2 separate regions of the Gossypium raimondii genome follow, and region 1 is linked to region 2. The links are chromatin contacts, called in public Hi-C maps. All regions are on one chromosome and are shown on one strand. Each heading gives the region's core, a stretch centred on a gene start, on an enhancer-like site or on the middle of the called end of the contact. The rest is flanking DNA. Distances are from core to core; before and after follow the strand shown.

Region 1 (7,262 bases), core at 4,109-6,608, 150 kb before region 2:
ATAACCACCTGACTTTTGAACTGAGCCACTTATACTAACTTTTAATTCAATTGGTTAAAATTCCTCAAATCAAAATTCATTATAAAATTACTATTGACTCGTATAATTTAAATATTAATTATACGAGCTTACTCATCGAATTTATGGTTTCGAAACCACTATTTTCGACACTACTGAATAACAGGTTGTTACAGTGACAGTCTCGTAGGGAGGAAACGAGCAAGAGAGACAACAAGCTAGCATAATCGTATAGAAGATAACATGTTGGTTTGGCAAGTCAAATTGGCCTTCACTTATGGGACGAGTGAGTCCCCAAAAAAAGGTTTAAGTCATGGGTGGGTTGTTGGAATTAATCCCACCACTATGAACAATAAGGTGGAAAGAGCACGGGTTCATTAGAATAGCGAAGTCTGCTACAAGACAACATAATACGAAAACATCAACGAGTCTTTCGGGACTATAGCATGGGAAGTTGGCATACAACTGAGTCAATTTAAGGTTAACGAACACCGCGTGTGAGGGGAAAGTAAAAGGGAAGGAAGACGAAAAGGGTAAGACTCACTGATATGGTGAGGTGTCTGGATCACTGTTTAGTAGAGAGTTCAACCAAATGAAGGTCTCATAGAGAGTCAAGTAGCTCGGAGGATCGGGTGGAGTCTGCCACCCTGATAAAGAACACCCACCTTGAGCAAATAGAGAGTTAATTTAAGTTTAATTTATTTTACATTTGTTACCTTCGTGCAATAGGGTTTATTTATGTGTGACCTAGTGAAAGAACTCATTAAGTTCATTTGAACTTATAGCAGTGTGGCTAATTTTTCCAAGATTTGCAAGGTTGATTGAGGACTTAAAGAAGGGACCCAGCCAAACAGTGATGAGATAGAGGTTTGCAAGTAATTAGAGTCATGCACATGGGAATAAGGTACCATTGGAGGCTCCGCCTTAGGATCAATAATAACGAAGTCAGATATCATTCCTAGAATATGGATTTTTAGGATAGATGGTCCTTAGCTAAAATTTAATAGTTGTATTGTAAACAAACAATTTGATTAAAGATAGAAATTTCATGGACTAAATATTCAGTGGCTTAAGGCCTTTGTTGTAAGATTTATTATTTGTTTGATCTTTAGTCTGTTTTATAACAATTTAGGCGAATAAAAAATTAAGTATAGGTGAAATCGGTCTATTGTGACGTTCTATACCTGAATCCGACAGACAAGTTAGGCTTGGAGTGTCAAATATAAAAATTTATCCTGTTATTTTTATTTCACTTTAAAGTATCCAATAAGATTTCATCTCTTTGAACTTTCAAAAGTATAAAAATCTCAATTTTGGTTGTGTTTCCATCACCTTTAATGTTGCTAGCATCTTCAACAAAGACTCCCTCAGGAGTCACTAAGCACTTCTCAACTTTACTTTGTTATGTTTTCTTTGATGATTCATTTAAGCATGAACTTGGTTGATATTTTCATGTTAATGATGGATAGTCACTAAATCTTAGGGTGGTTGGTTGATTGAAATGATGCATGGTTAGTTATTGGGTCAGAGACTAAATCATAAAATTTGAACTAAATCGAATAAACTTCAAAACCTATAATTGACACCTTTAGGTGAACATTTAGATAGGTGAGACCGAGAAGAGAACCTATTGCAAACCAATTTGATTGTCAGGATTTATTTTAGTGAGGTTGAGAGATAAACCGAACTAAGTCATCTAATTGGGTAAAATGGTGATCGAAAGGTAAAATTGAACCAATTAGGAGTTTAAGCAATTAAGACCCCTAATCCAAGAATTGACTAGCAACATGGATATCAACTGACCACTTTATCCCATTGAATTGATATTTGTGCACTTTTGACTGTCATGCAATTTAGTGTAGTTAGCATTTGATGATGATTTGTCATAATATGATACTTAGTAATTAGCTAGCTAGACTTCTTAGTTGTCTGCGTTATCGTTGTTAATTACCTTATCACTCAATCTCTATTGGGCTCGATCCTTAGAATACTCAAAGTGTTCCATTATAACACTTACGAATATTACAACTGACTTGTCACACTTGCAGTTAAGCCACCTTAATTATTGATATTTTATGTCGATTCTCTACTCGGCGTTCGTATGTCATGTCGTGGTCAATCGTCAAACTTTAGTCCCTTGTAAGGTTGAGGATTTCAATTCAACTCCATCTCTTGATTTAGATGTTTTTTTTTGCTAGTACCATAGATAGTTAAATTCCTTTTTAAGCATGACCTTTTGCATGTGTTTAAAAATTGTACCGATATAAAAACATTAAAAGAATTTAAATTAGAAGATTTTCTTTATCGAACAAAATTCTTAAACATTTGTTAGAGACTATGTTAAAAAAAAGAAACATTTAGAATAGGAAAATCATGTATAGCTTCGTTGAAATTAAGTCAAAATCTTTCATCTGACAAGGGATTGAAGCTTGAATAGGTTGGAGAAAAATAATTTGATGAACGTTTATTAAATGTATTAATTGAAAGGCTTTAAGGTTAGTGGAGTTTAGAAATGGAGGAGGAGTTGGGTGCATTTACAGGTGGTGAGGTGCTGGTTAATTTATAAGAGATTCCGTTAAGAACCTCTGAAGAAAATGTTTAATCTCGACACTCATAGATGTCAAGGTCAATATAATGTCATATTACCGTGACCAATTATGACAATTAAATTTTTTTAATAATCTTTAAAAAGAAAGTTTTGAACTCGACACATATACAAGTAGATGTTCAACCAAAACATATCCATGTAGATTTCGATACTTATAAGTGGTGAACTTGATTAATATTAAAAAAAGGCGAATAGATAATCTTGAAACATCGTATGTTATGGAAAATAATAATATCTATACTACTATATATAAAAGAGAGGCCTTAACGTCTTCTTTTTTGACACCTGTCTAAAGTTTCTTTTTCATTATAAACATAAATGATTAAATTTCAATTTTTGAATTTAAAATTTAATCCTCAAACTTTGTTTTTATATATAATTTAGTGCATCAATATTTATAATTTTATTAGTTATTTTACCTATTTAATTTTTAAAAGAAATTATAGAAAACTTTACAAATATATTTATTCCATTCATACACGCAATACATGTTTTGCCTATTAATTTAATAAAACTTTAAACAAATTTTTTAATCTTTTCATCTAACGTGGACCTCATCAACCCTGAATTAAGGTAATCCCTAAAAAGAACAATGGGCCCACTTTAAAAAAACAAAGGGCCCCACTTTTACCTTCTGGAAGGCTGATCCACGTGGGATCAGCTAAGCGTGCCACGTGGGAACTTAAAGTTGAAATTAATTTGTCTTTTAAACCTATCAAATCAAAGGAATAAAAATCATTAAACCCGTAATTGACCGCTTTGTAGGACCCACTTTAATTTTTTCTTCTTAAAATTAAAAATATTTATAAACATAGCAAACGAATTCAGGTTTTTTCCTAAAATCCTACTATGTTACGTGGGAATACTTTATATATATAAAATCATAAAAAATGATAAAAATATTCCTAAAATAATAAAATACCCTCAAAATAATACAATTTTACTTGAAAAAAATATTTTTCATTATTTACTCAATTGAATTGATGCGTGATACTCTCTTTGATATAATGTCTAGCCCCTCCCCCAACTCATAATTTAGAAGTTAATGTGCTTTAACACACTCAAATCCATATCCTCTTACATTAGGAACAATGTTCGCACTCGAACCCATATCCTTTTACAGTAGGAACAATGTCCATACTATCAAATTAATACTCAATTCTTAATAAAAAATGTGGTTTTTTAATTAATATTATTTTAAATATTACTTTTATTGTTAATCAGTATTTATACCAAACTTTTTTTTTTAATTTTAAGAGTTATATTTTAATTTATTTTAAAGGTTACAATATGTTTTTAAATTTTCTAATAACCAATTACTTTTTAATTTTTATTTAATTTATATAAATTCTTTTCTTTATTTCATACTTACCTACTTACTTTTGTATATAATAAGACCTTCAACCTTTAAAATTTCCAACCTTCTCATGTTCTGAATATTTAAATTTTTAGGTATTACACTTTTTTAATATATTAGATGAAGTTTTATATATTTTTTAAATTTTATAGTAGTAATTATTATATTGTTTTATAATTATTTTAGAAATGTGAGATCCATTTACATTTTTTAAAGATTTTGTTAATTTAATATTATTTTTTCCTTCACCGTAATTCAAGAGAAGATGAGAAATTATTTTAGGGGAGACAAAACAAGTATGGTCAACTCGGATTAGGTAATGTGATCCATCGCAATACTTCCGCTTAAGTTATGATGAAGGGTTATTATCTTCGAAGACATTGTATGCTATTGGTGCAAACCCCACTTCCGGCGAAGTCAACCACTTGAATATCTAGACTTAGGTCAAGCTTCGAGGCAATTCTGTTAGGTTAGCATTTCTTTTGTGTTGATGTAACATCTAAGCTAATATATAATTGTAACTCATATTTATATGTGTGTGCGCGTCACTTGCGCGCGTGTGTACTTTAATTCTTTTAAAATTGAGACTCATCGTGATTAAGTTAAATTTTAGATTTTAAATGGTGCACCATAATTATATATATTATCTATTTTAAATATTTTAATATCAATCCTACAAGGATGAATTCTTAAGAATTTTTTTGAAATAAATAGGGTTAAAATGGACATTTCTCTTTTGCATTAAAGTTTTATATGTTTATAATTATATTTTAAATTGTTATTTAAATTATAATATATTATTATTCTCATTAAACATGAATTTAAATTCCATTAAAATTACCTTTTTTATTTAAAATGAAAATTTTAATTCATTAAATTTAAATTTTATTCAATATTAAACTTTCTTTTTATCTTAGTTATATTTCTAACTATTCTTTTAAATTATGTTAACAACTAATTGCATGATCCTCACAAAAGATTATTAGTACTTTCATCTAAGCAAAAATAAATAATATTATGAAATTTGAGAAAAATAAAATTATATTTTCTAAAAATACTCTAAAAATATATGTTTATGTTTTAGTACAGGATTCAATTAATTAGTTAAAATAAAACATTTTTATATTTATATATTAAATTAATAAAATAAAATCCTGTATTCTTTGTGTTAAAAATAAATAAAATGATTTGACAGTTTCCACTAAAAGTGCACCGAAAATTTTCTTTAAAATTCCAATAAGTTAGGAGGACTCAATTAAAAATGTAAAATAAGTTTCGGATGTTTACATAAATAACAAAAGTTTTCCATACCTTTTAATAATTTTCCCATTAACTGAAAAATAAAAAAGAAAGTTCTAAAGAAACTTTGGAAGACGAAAGAAGGAAGAAAAGGAAAGTAAACGAGTCCATTCATTGTTGAAATTTTCTCTCTCCCCAAATAGCCCGAAAAATTAGGGTTAGGGTTTTTAAAAAAACCCAAACCAGAAGACGAAGAAGAAAACCCAGATTCACCTCTTCAAATTCTTGTAAAAAGGGAGCCTTTTTTTAAAGTTTTTCATTTAGAAAAAAAAAAAGTTCAACTTGAAAGATGGCTTCGTTTTCAGCTCCAGTTATCAAGTGGCAGCCATTTTTCTTACTCTTCTGTGCGTTGAACTGTGTCGTTTGGAGTGATGATTCTTCAGACAAAGCTGTTCTTCTTGAATTTAAGGAGTCTGTCTCAGATCTTTCGGGGCTTTTATCCACTTGGTCCGAGAATTCCCATCACTGTTCATGGTCTGGTGTTACATGTGACAAAGACTTCAAGGTTCTGTCTCTTAACATAACTGGTTTTGGGAAAGGTCCAAAAGGTAATAATAGTCTCAACAAAACAGCTGTTTCTGCTTCGTTTTCTTGTTCTAACTACAGTTTATACCCATTTTATGGATTTGGTATTAGAAGGAATTGTGGGGTAAGTAATGGGAGTTTGTCTGGTAAATTGTTGCCTTCCATTGGGAAATTGAGTGAACTTAAGATTTTATCACTTCCTTTTCATAGATTTCATGGTGAAATCCCTTCTGAAATTTGGGGGTTGGAAAAGTTGGAAGTACTTGATTTAGAGAACTGTTTGTTATCTGGGAAATTGCCTGTTACAGTTTCCGGGTTAAAGAATTTGAGAGTTCTTAATTTAGGGTTTAATAATATCAGAGGAGAGATACCAAGTTGGCTTTCGAGTTTGGAACGAATGGAGATGTTAAACTTGGCTGGTAATCTTGTGAATGGAACCGTTCCAGCATTTGTCGGAAGGTTTAGAGATGTTTATTTGTCGTTTACGTGGTTAGGGGGGTCATTACCGGCTGATATTGGTGAAGATTGTAGGCTTGAGCATTTGGATTTATCGGGGAACTACTTTGTTGGGGAGATTCCTGCTAGTTTGGGGAAGTGTAGTCATTTGAGGTCGTTGTTGTTATATACAAATATGTTTGAAGAAGGCATTCCACGTGAACTCGGTCAGCTTCAGAATCTTGAAGTGTTGGATGTTTCAAGGAATAGTTTGAGTGGTCCGGTACCTGTTGAGCTCGGGAACTGTTCTGCTTTGACAGTGCTTGTTCTTTCAAGTATGTTTAATCCATATGATAACCTTGCTATGGTTAAAGGGGATGCAAACTATGTAAGTGATGATTTTAATTTTTATCAAGGTGCGATCCCGAGTGAAATTACAAAGCTTTCAAAGCTGAGGGTATTATGGGCTCCAAGAGCAACGTTAGAAGGCAACTTGCCGAAAGATTGGGGTTCTTGTGATAACTTGGAGATGGTGAATTTGGCGCAGAATTTCTTTGCCGGTGAAATTCCGGTCGGTCTTACGCTCTGCAAGAAGCTGCGGTATCTTGACTTGAGTTCGAATAAGCGCCTTACTGGAGAGCTTAAAAAGGAACTTGCAGTTCCTTGTATGAGTGTCTTCGATGTCAGTGAAAATTCCTTGTCAGGTAATATCCCGAGATTCGACAACAGTGGATGTCCCGATGTTCTTACATCGGATTCCTATTCTTTTGAACCCTTCAACCCAACATCAGCATATTTATCATTTTTGGCGAGTAAAGTTCAGGTTGGAACATCTATCAATTTTTTGGACAGAGATGGGGGTCCTGCTGTGTTTCACAAATTTGCTGGTAACAACTTCAGTGGCAGTGTCTTATCAATGCCGGTCTCACCACAAAGATTGGAGAAACATATTTCTTATGCATTTTATGCCGGAGAGAACTTTCTCAGTGGACCATTTCCTGGGAATTTGTTCGAGAACTG
Region 2 (7,398 bases), core at 103-2,602:
TTCTACAAAGCTACCTTGCATTTCAATATTGGCTATTGAGAAAGAATCAGAATTGGTTGAAAACCCATGGTTTTCATGCAATGATCGTTTTCTATCATTTTCCTTAACCAAGTCAGCCTCCATGTTTCCCCCAACCTCCTCAATTCATTCCCTTTTTTGATAGGGCCCTGCAATAAGTATCAAATGACATGATGAAGCAAACTTACTAATATAACATGCAAACTTCATGCTCGGCGCTATTAGTTAACCATTCATGATTCCACATAAAATTTTCTCTTCGTTATTTAGGAACAACCAAACAATTCAATGGATTGGATATCTAGGCAAACAGTCTCCCATACCCAGAGTCTAAAATACAAAAATAGTCTAAATGCTAAAATACATATTCTAACTCAAGTCATCCAGTTAAATTATGAACAATCTACAGAACACATCTATATTTTCCAAGTTTATAAACTCACATGACCTAGCAAAAACATTATAGTCCAACCAGCTTTTTGAACTAAGATTCAAGTATGGAGAGTTGTATTATACCCCTATGTTGCTTGGACTAAGGATAAATTTTTTGTATTCTTCCATAATTTTAAAGGGGCATACACTTCTATAAGTCGGACACAGATAGTTCAAGGATAATGAAGAGTCGAAGGAACATAGTTATACCTTTTAGTTGTTGATTTATCTAACTATACAAACTTAGTATAACTCAACATTGGGTTTCTTACCATAGTTAAACCAACATGAACAAATAAAAGTGCATAAATCTGGTAAAACAAATAGTTTTTGAATTCCACTGCTGTGGTGTATATAAAAAATAATTGTACTCCAATCAGGGTGGAAGCCAGGGTTAAATGGTATAATTGCACTTTTAATCCCTTTCAAAAATTAACAGTTTAATTTAGTCCATTTTAACGAAAACAAATTGCATTTCTATCCTCTCCAAAAAGTCAATCATTTGAACACACACAAAAAAAATCATCTTCTGCCCCCAAGTCCTTTTTAATTTTATCTTTGCCTCAACACAAAATTCCAGGCTTTTCCGTGATTACAATAGCAAATCCGTTCTTAGAACAAAGAATTAAGCTTAAGAAAGAACATGTAACAACACTTCAAATACACAGAGAGAGACCCATAAATCCTAACACAGGGTATGTTAAAAACCAAAAAAGTAGGTATTAAGAAGAAGAAGAAGAAGAAGAAGAAGAAGAAGAAGAACAGACCTCTTAGAGAAATGGGATTCAGTTGTTGATGTCAGAGATTGGGATTTTGTAGAAAAAGATAAACGACTTATTAGTATCCTATAGATCTTACTTTTCTCTTATATCTACCCACCGCCCCCTCTCATTATTACTTTGGGGTTAAGCTACTTGTAAACGACGCCGTTTTATGATCAATACTTTCAGTTCTTTTGGATCTGGTCTGGTTTTTAACTGTCCGTACCAATCCAAATTCCTTAAAAATATAACTAATATCTTTAAAATAATAATGACTTAAAAAAAAAAAAAACTGAGGGTTTTCCACTCGCTCTCTTGCTGCTCTTCTGTCTGCTTTGTCGCCCCCTACCAAAGCGAAGCCAGGGTTTTACAGAGAGCTGCAAAACGACAATGACCACAGTCGTTCCAACCTCCGAAGATGATCCCGCTCTCGCCGTCGTCCGCTTCACGTCCGAACTCGCTTGGGCCGATGCTGGTCCAGAGGTAACCTCAATTTATTTTCCAAAAAGAAATTCTTAAATCAGAAATTTTAAATTTTCATTAATTTTGTTTTGCTCAATTATGGTGGAAGGTTGCGGAGCCGCAAGTGACGAGACTTTGTATGGAAGCGCAAGAGTGTATAGTGATGGGAAGATGGTTGGATTTAGCTTCTTTGATGCTCACTTCTGCTGATTTGGTGTTTTCCAAGGTCTCTGATAAAGGTACAAATTACCCCTTTTCTTTTTATTTATTTGAATAATTTGGGAGATTTATGAATTGAGATGAATATTATTTTCTTAGCTTCATTCGCGTTTCATTGAAGTTTGTGGAATTCTTAATATTATGTCAAGTTGTTGCATTTTCTTAAAGCGTGTTTGGAATTACAAACAAATAATGTTTTCAAAAATCTATAAATTAAAGATTCAACTTTCTGGAAAATAAATGGTTGGTTTTGATTTTCTCCAGTTTTAATCATTTGAGTACATAACAGCTACCAAGTCTGCAACTTCTTTTGACAAAATAGTTGAGATCTTTCAAACTAAGTTTTATTTCTTACTTCTTAGTGCAGTAGATCGAACTTTTGTTTTGAAGTCACTTGTAACTTCTATTTATTTATTTGAGTTGCAATGGCATGGAAATGGATTCAGCTGGTGTTGTTAAGGCATGCGCTTAGGCCTTTTGCCTTAGCGATGTTGTCAAGGGTGCAGGGTGCTCTCTAGGCACTAGGACCCAATGTTGCCTCTAGGTGTAAGGCAAAAAAAAAAAAAAAGACTCCAACTTGAGTGAAGTAAATCGCTATATGTACATGGGTGAAACTTTGTACGTGTCTGTCTATGAATTTATCTATGTATATATGTCATATATATACATATAAATCTCTATATATATATGTAATATATATATATCATATATATGGTCTACTTTATCTACAAAACATGTAAATTTTTTTGTTGGTCAAGATGGTCCATTTCTATGTTGAATACTCAAATAATTGAGGAATATAGAATTGGATTCTATTCCTTTCTTACCAGTGAAGATATATCTAACAAAAATGTGAAAAATAATAGAAGTTAAAGGTAACCTTGGTTGGGTGGGCTTTTCTTTTTTGTGCCTATTGCCTTGCAAAGAGTGCGCCGAGGTGGACCAAGTGCATGCTTAATCAATTATCAAATGGACCTCATGAGAAAGGGTCTGAGGCGCTTTTGTTGTCTAATGCAAAGGCACGAGGCGTACGCCTTACAACACTATACCTTAGTGCCAGACAAGAAAAGCAATGTAGACCACTTTAGGCAAGTTGCATTTGATAATGTACATGCGTGATGTGCCTAGCCTACAGATGAAAATGGGGTGGAACTTATGTTACTTGTGTTCAGGTGTGAGTGATGCATATATGTATCTGACACAATCATGGTTAGATTTTTCTATGTTTTTTCATGCATTTGGAAGATCTTTGGAGGGTATATCCTTGTATCCAACTATTGGACACAAGTGCCGAACATGGGTACTTAGAGAAAAATGAAGGGTTCGAGCAACATAGGATGGGACTATAATTTGCCCCCTTCTTACTTCCATTTCTCCCACTCATTAAGCTCATTTAACTCATCCATTTTAACTCTCTCAAAATGTTGACTTTTCACTTTAAGGATGCATGGTTGACTTTTTTAATTTGAGCCTTCCAATTTTAACTCTCCTATTAACTCCTGTATCGGGATCTTTAGGTTCCTTTTGAACGTGCCAAAGGTCTCAGTCTATTTTACGAGACTCAATTTAAGCAAAACCTTGGGACTTAGATTAGGGATAATCGAGTTTTTGGTGTCTAGTACAAAATTAGTTGTCTAAAAAATGGGCCGGTGGTTTTCATTTATGCTGTGAAATTGGAGCCTCAAGATATAGGTGCCAATGTAAGAGAGCTTGGAAATTTGAACTCATTTCGAGAGGCAACAACAAAAGTTGAAAATGAAAAGAAGGGAAAGAAAAGTGTGAATAAAGAAAACAAAACAAGAAGAAAGAAATGAAATGAGTGAAAGGAAAAAAAAAAAAAGAAGAAATAGGAAGTTCCTAATGGAAAGAAATGGTTCTTGGTTTGCCTTCAAATAGTTATTTGGTCTAGACTATCCTTTCTTTTGTAGCCTTGAACCCTGGGTTACATTTTGTGCCTTTAAATCCATTTTGATCATACATGATTAGCTAAGTTGAAGAATTTGTCGTCAGATTTTATGCCATCTATTAGAACTAAAATTGAATTTTGGGAGAGATTTGAATTCTCAAAATGGTAACACAATAAAAAAAGAAGAATGCAATTCTAGGGTAAAAACCCAAAGTGGGTGGAGTTTAAAGCAACCCTGATTTTTTTATGCCACCCATAGAATTCTTGAGCTTGTGTTGAAAGAGAAACCCAATCTTCGAGGAGTTAAGTAATGTTTAAGATTTTTTTTTTATGCCACTCGTATAATTCTTGAGCTTGTGTTGAAAGAGAAACCCAATCTTGGAGAAATTAAGAAACCTTTAAGATTTCTAAGGTAAAACTTCAGTGTTTTAACTTCCAAGTAATGTAAAAAGGGGTTTTGATTTTTTTTTAAAAAGAGTTTTGTCTTTGAAAATTCCTAATTTTTCTTAATATTTGTGATTGTTTGGATGTTATGGTGTTTTAGATATATTGTTTGACATTGCTATGTAATTGTGAATTGTTTGGATGTGTTTATTTGTGATTTTTGGCAGTGTTGTGATGTTTTGGATACATTACTTGAAGTTGCTATTTGATTATGAGTTGTTTGGATGTGGTTGTGCTTTGGATAATTGTAATCTTGCCTTAGGCGCTGATTTAGATACTTTGGTTTAAAATGAGTCCAAAATATAAAATTTGACTGGATAGATTTCAATAATCTTAATCAAACTGTTTTTTCAATGTTAAAGAGTGATTTTTGGCATATTGAGCTAAGGATTTTTCTTGAAATCAGGCTACATTCTTTTATGTATATATATTAAAATCTAAACTCATTTTAATGAAATGAGTAAAAATTATATGATTTTTAAAATGGATGATCCCTTGGCCAAACTTTGGGGAGGCCAATCTTGAAATCCTTGGCCAAATTTGTTGGGGAGGAAGAACTTGCAGTTTTGCCTTTTTAAAAATCCGAACTCCCATTTCTAAATTTTCATCTAAATATGATTTTAGAATTCAAAATGCAATTTTTTTTAATTAATGGACAGTCCCTTGATAGAGCTTTTAGGGAGGGGAGTTCTAAATTCTCCTCTGTCGAGCTAATGGAAGAGGAGTTTCAAAATTCCCCTCGATTGAGCTAATGGGGAGAGGACATCCAAGTTTTTCTTTTTTAGATCCTGGGCACTTATGAGGTTCAGATTTCTCAGGAAGTTGGAAAAATTAGTACACATGTTACTTTAGAGTTCAATCTGTTTCACTAAAACATTTGGATACCTCTATAGGTGTTTGAATACTTGTGTAGAGAGAGATACACATGAAAAATGTTTTTTAAACCATATACATATATGTGTGTAATTATTCAATTGTGATAATCTATTATTAACATGTTACAGTCTATTCCTGAGTTAAAATAATGGGTCCTCAGCTGCCATGTCAAAAAGGATTACATTGATTATTATTAGTAAAAGAATTATCCTTTGCAAAATCAAATGAGTCATACTTTTTTTGAAAAATAATACAAAAATGATTTTCATATTTTGCTGATTATCGTGAAATATGAAAAAAGTGTTCTTTATTTCCAAAAAGAAAATTTTAAGTCAATTGGAATTAGAAAATGGAAGTGCCATGGACTTCCAATTCCCTTTCTAAAATAAAACCTTTAATTCTCAACAGTCATGACAATCTATAGTTAATAAGGTACTGTTTTTATTACTGGTCATCGTGGGTGCTAATACTTTTCTCACACCTAATGGTGCTCTGGAACCCGATTTTTGTTTTGTAGACCAAAAATATCTTTTTGGTAATCTTCAATTAATTTAAAACTTTATTGAAAGGATAAATTCTATATGTTGCCAATCGTACTAAAGGAAAAAGATTGGTCGTGGCTTTATATTATTTTCCAAAATTCATCTCGTGTTTCAAAAATCCATTATGACATAAGGGTTCTAGTGCTTAGAGTGCGCCTAACAACACAGATTCAGCTGATAACATTAACATTTCTCTCCTAACTTTAGATATATTATTGCTGCTATATTGCTATTGTGAAGTTATAAATTTGCATTGAATATCTAGTTTTATAAAAAAAGTAATTTTGTTATTATCTTTTACAGATCTTGAGTGCATCTTTACTGTTATCTGCAATCTTGCCTCGAAGCTTGAAAATCTAGATGAATTTGAGGTGGCAAAACTCGTATCAACGAAAATAACTCAACAACCAAATGACAAGCCTGCACTGCGTTTAAAGATGTAATGAGTAATAATGATCCAAACTTCTAGCTTATAGAACTTTCAAGGCTTTCTCTAATGTTGACTTTCTCTTTCCAGCTTGTTTAATCTCTATAATTTGTTGGGGGCCCCAGATAGCCGGTTCTTCGTGTACATGCAAGCTTTAAATTTGGCTTTGAATGGGAAAGTTGTTGATCATATTATACCTTCTTTTAAAAAGATTGACTGTTTCTTGAAAGAGTGGAATATTGGGGTCAAGGATCAAAGGAACCTTTTCCTTACCATTGCAAATGTACTTAAAGAAAGCAAAAGGTATAGAGGAACCCAAAGCATAAATTCATGCCTGTGCCTATTATATATTTTCTTTCATATTGGATGCACACTTACATATACTTCAACTTCATGCTTGTCCTGCAAATCCAGCTCTGGAAAGTATTCTTTCAAATTCTTGACCAAGTACTTGGCAACTTTCTCTGGTGAGGACTCGTATATAATTAGTGAAGCCAAGGAGGAAGCTGTTCGTTCTGTCATAGAATTTGTGAAGGCTCCAGACATGTTTCAGGTATTTTACTATCATATTAATGTTGTAGATCCTAGCTGATCCGAATGCAAACATTTCTCCATTTTATTTGCATGAAGCTCAGTCTTCTCCTCATGAAGCACACACACTAGTAAGAGCTAAAAAATAATTTGTACCATATTTCTATGAAACGGTTTATTTCCTCGCCTGCTAAGGATCCCATCCAATTTCTAATGAATGAAGATAACCATCAATTCTGGTATAACTAGTACCTATTTGTTTTGTCACCATGAGAGGGGATGATTGGGATTGCTTAAGCAACTCACAATGGAGCATATGGTTTAATTAGATGCAAAGCGAAGAATCTTACCAAGGCTGGACATCAGCACATCCTCTTGAAAAGTAGGGTGCCTTTTTATATATGTAATATGTAGCATATAAATATTCTGTACGGAATATGTTGAAATTGATTCTAATTTGTGATATAATTTGATGAATTATGAGCAAATCCAAAATCTTTCTAGATAGAGCCAATCATTAGTTCCCAGTCGTGGGGCCTGTGGAATCAGATACATAAATCAGTTAATAAAACAATACCCATCTCAAAGATCTTATAAAAAACAAACCCCTACTTCGCTGCCCTCTTTTCTCCTTTTCTTTTTCTGGGTTTACAACTTTTCTCTATGGCTTCCATCTTAGAGCTTTTCTAAGATTTGGCTTATTTTGTTTCCATTTTATTTACTGCATTCTTCTTATTTAAGCTCGGGGTTAGTTATTAATTTTTGTTGTCCTTTTGTAGT

Evidence for each region. A called contact is a pair of places that touch in the nucleus more often than the background predicts.
Region 1: a contact with region 2 is called in a Hi-C map of leaf, with 3 times the contacts expected there. The contact joins the promoter of LOC105798114 here to the promoter of LOC105798107 in region 2. A contact is called at or near these places in 2 of 2 Hi-C or Micro-C datasets (both in leaf).

What each region holds. Positions count from the first base shown.
Region 1 is chr9:2,299,421-2,306,682 of ASM2569854v1, reverse strand. It overlaps LOC105798114 (LRR receptor-like serine/threonine-protein kinase RPK2), which reads left to right and starts at 5,358. Exons shown (of 1, transcript XM_012628034.2): 1 at 5,358-7,262. The coding sequence starts at 5,572.
Region 2 is chr9:2,140,950-2,148,347 of ASM2569854v1, reverse strand. LOC105798107 reads right to left here and starts at 1,352. Exons shown (of 7, transcript XM_012628024.2): 1 at 1,218-1,352; 2 at 1-167. The coding sequence starts at 123. It overlaps LOC105798106, which reads left to right and starts at 1,457. Exons shown (of 10, transcript XM_012628022.2): 1 at 1,457-1,694; 2 at 1,783-1,912; 3 at 5,964-6,099; 4 at 6,178-6,390; 5 at 6,502-6,640; 6 at 7,398. The coding sequence starts at 1,602.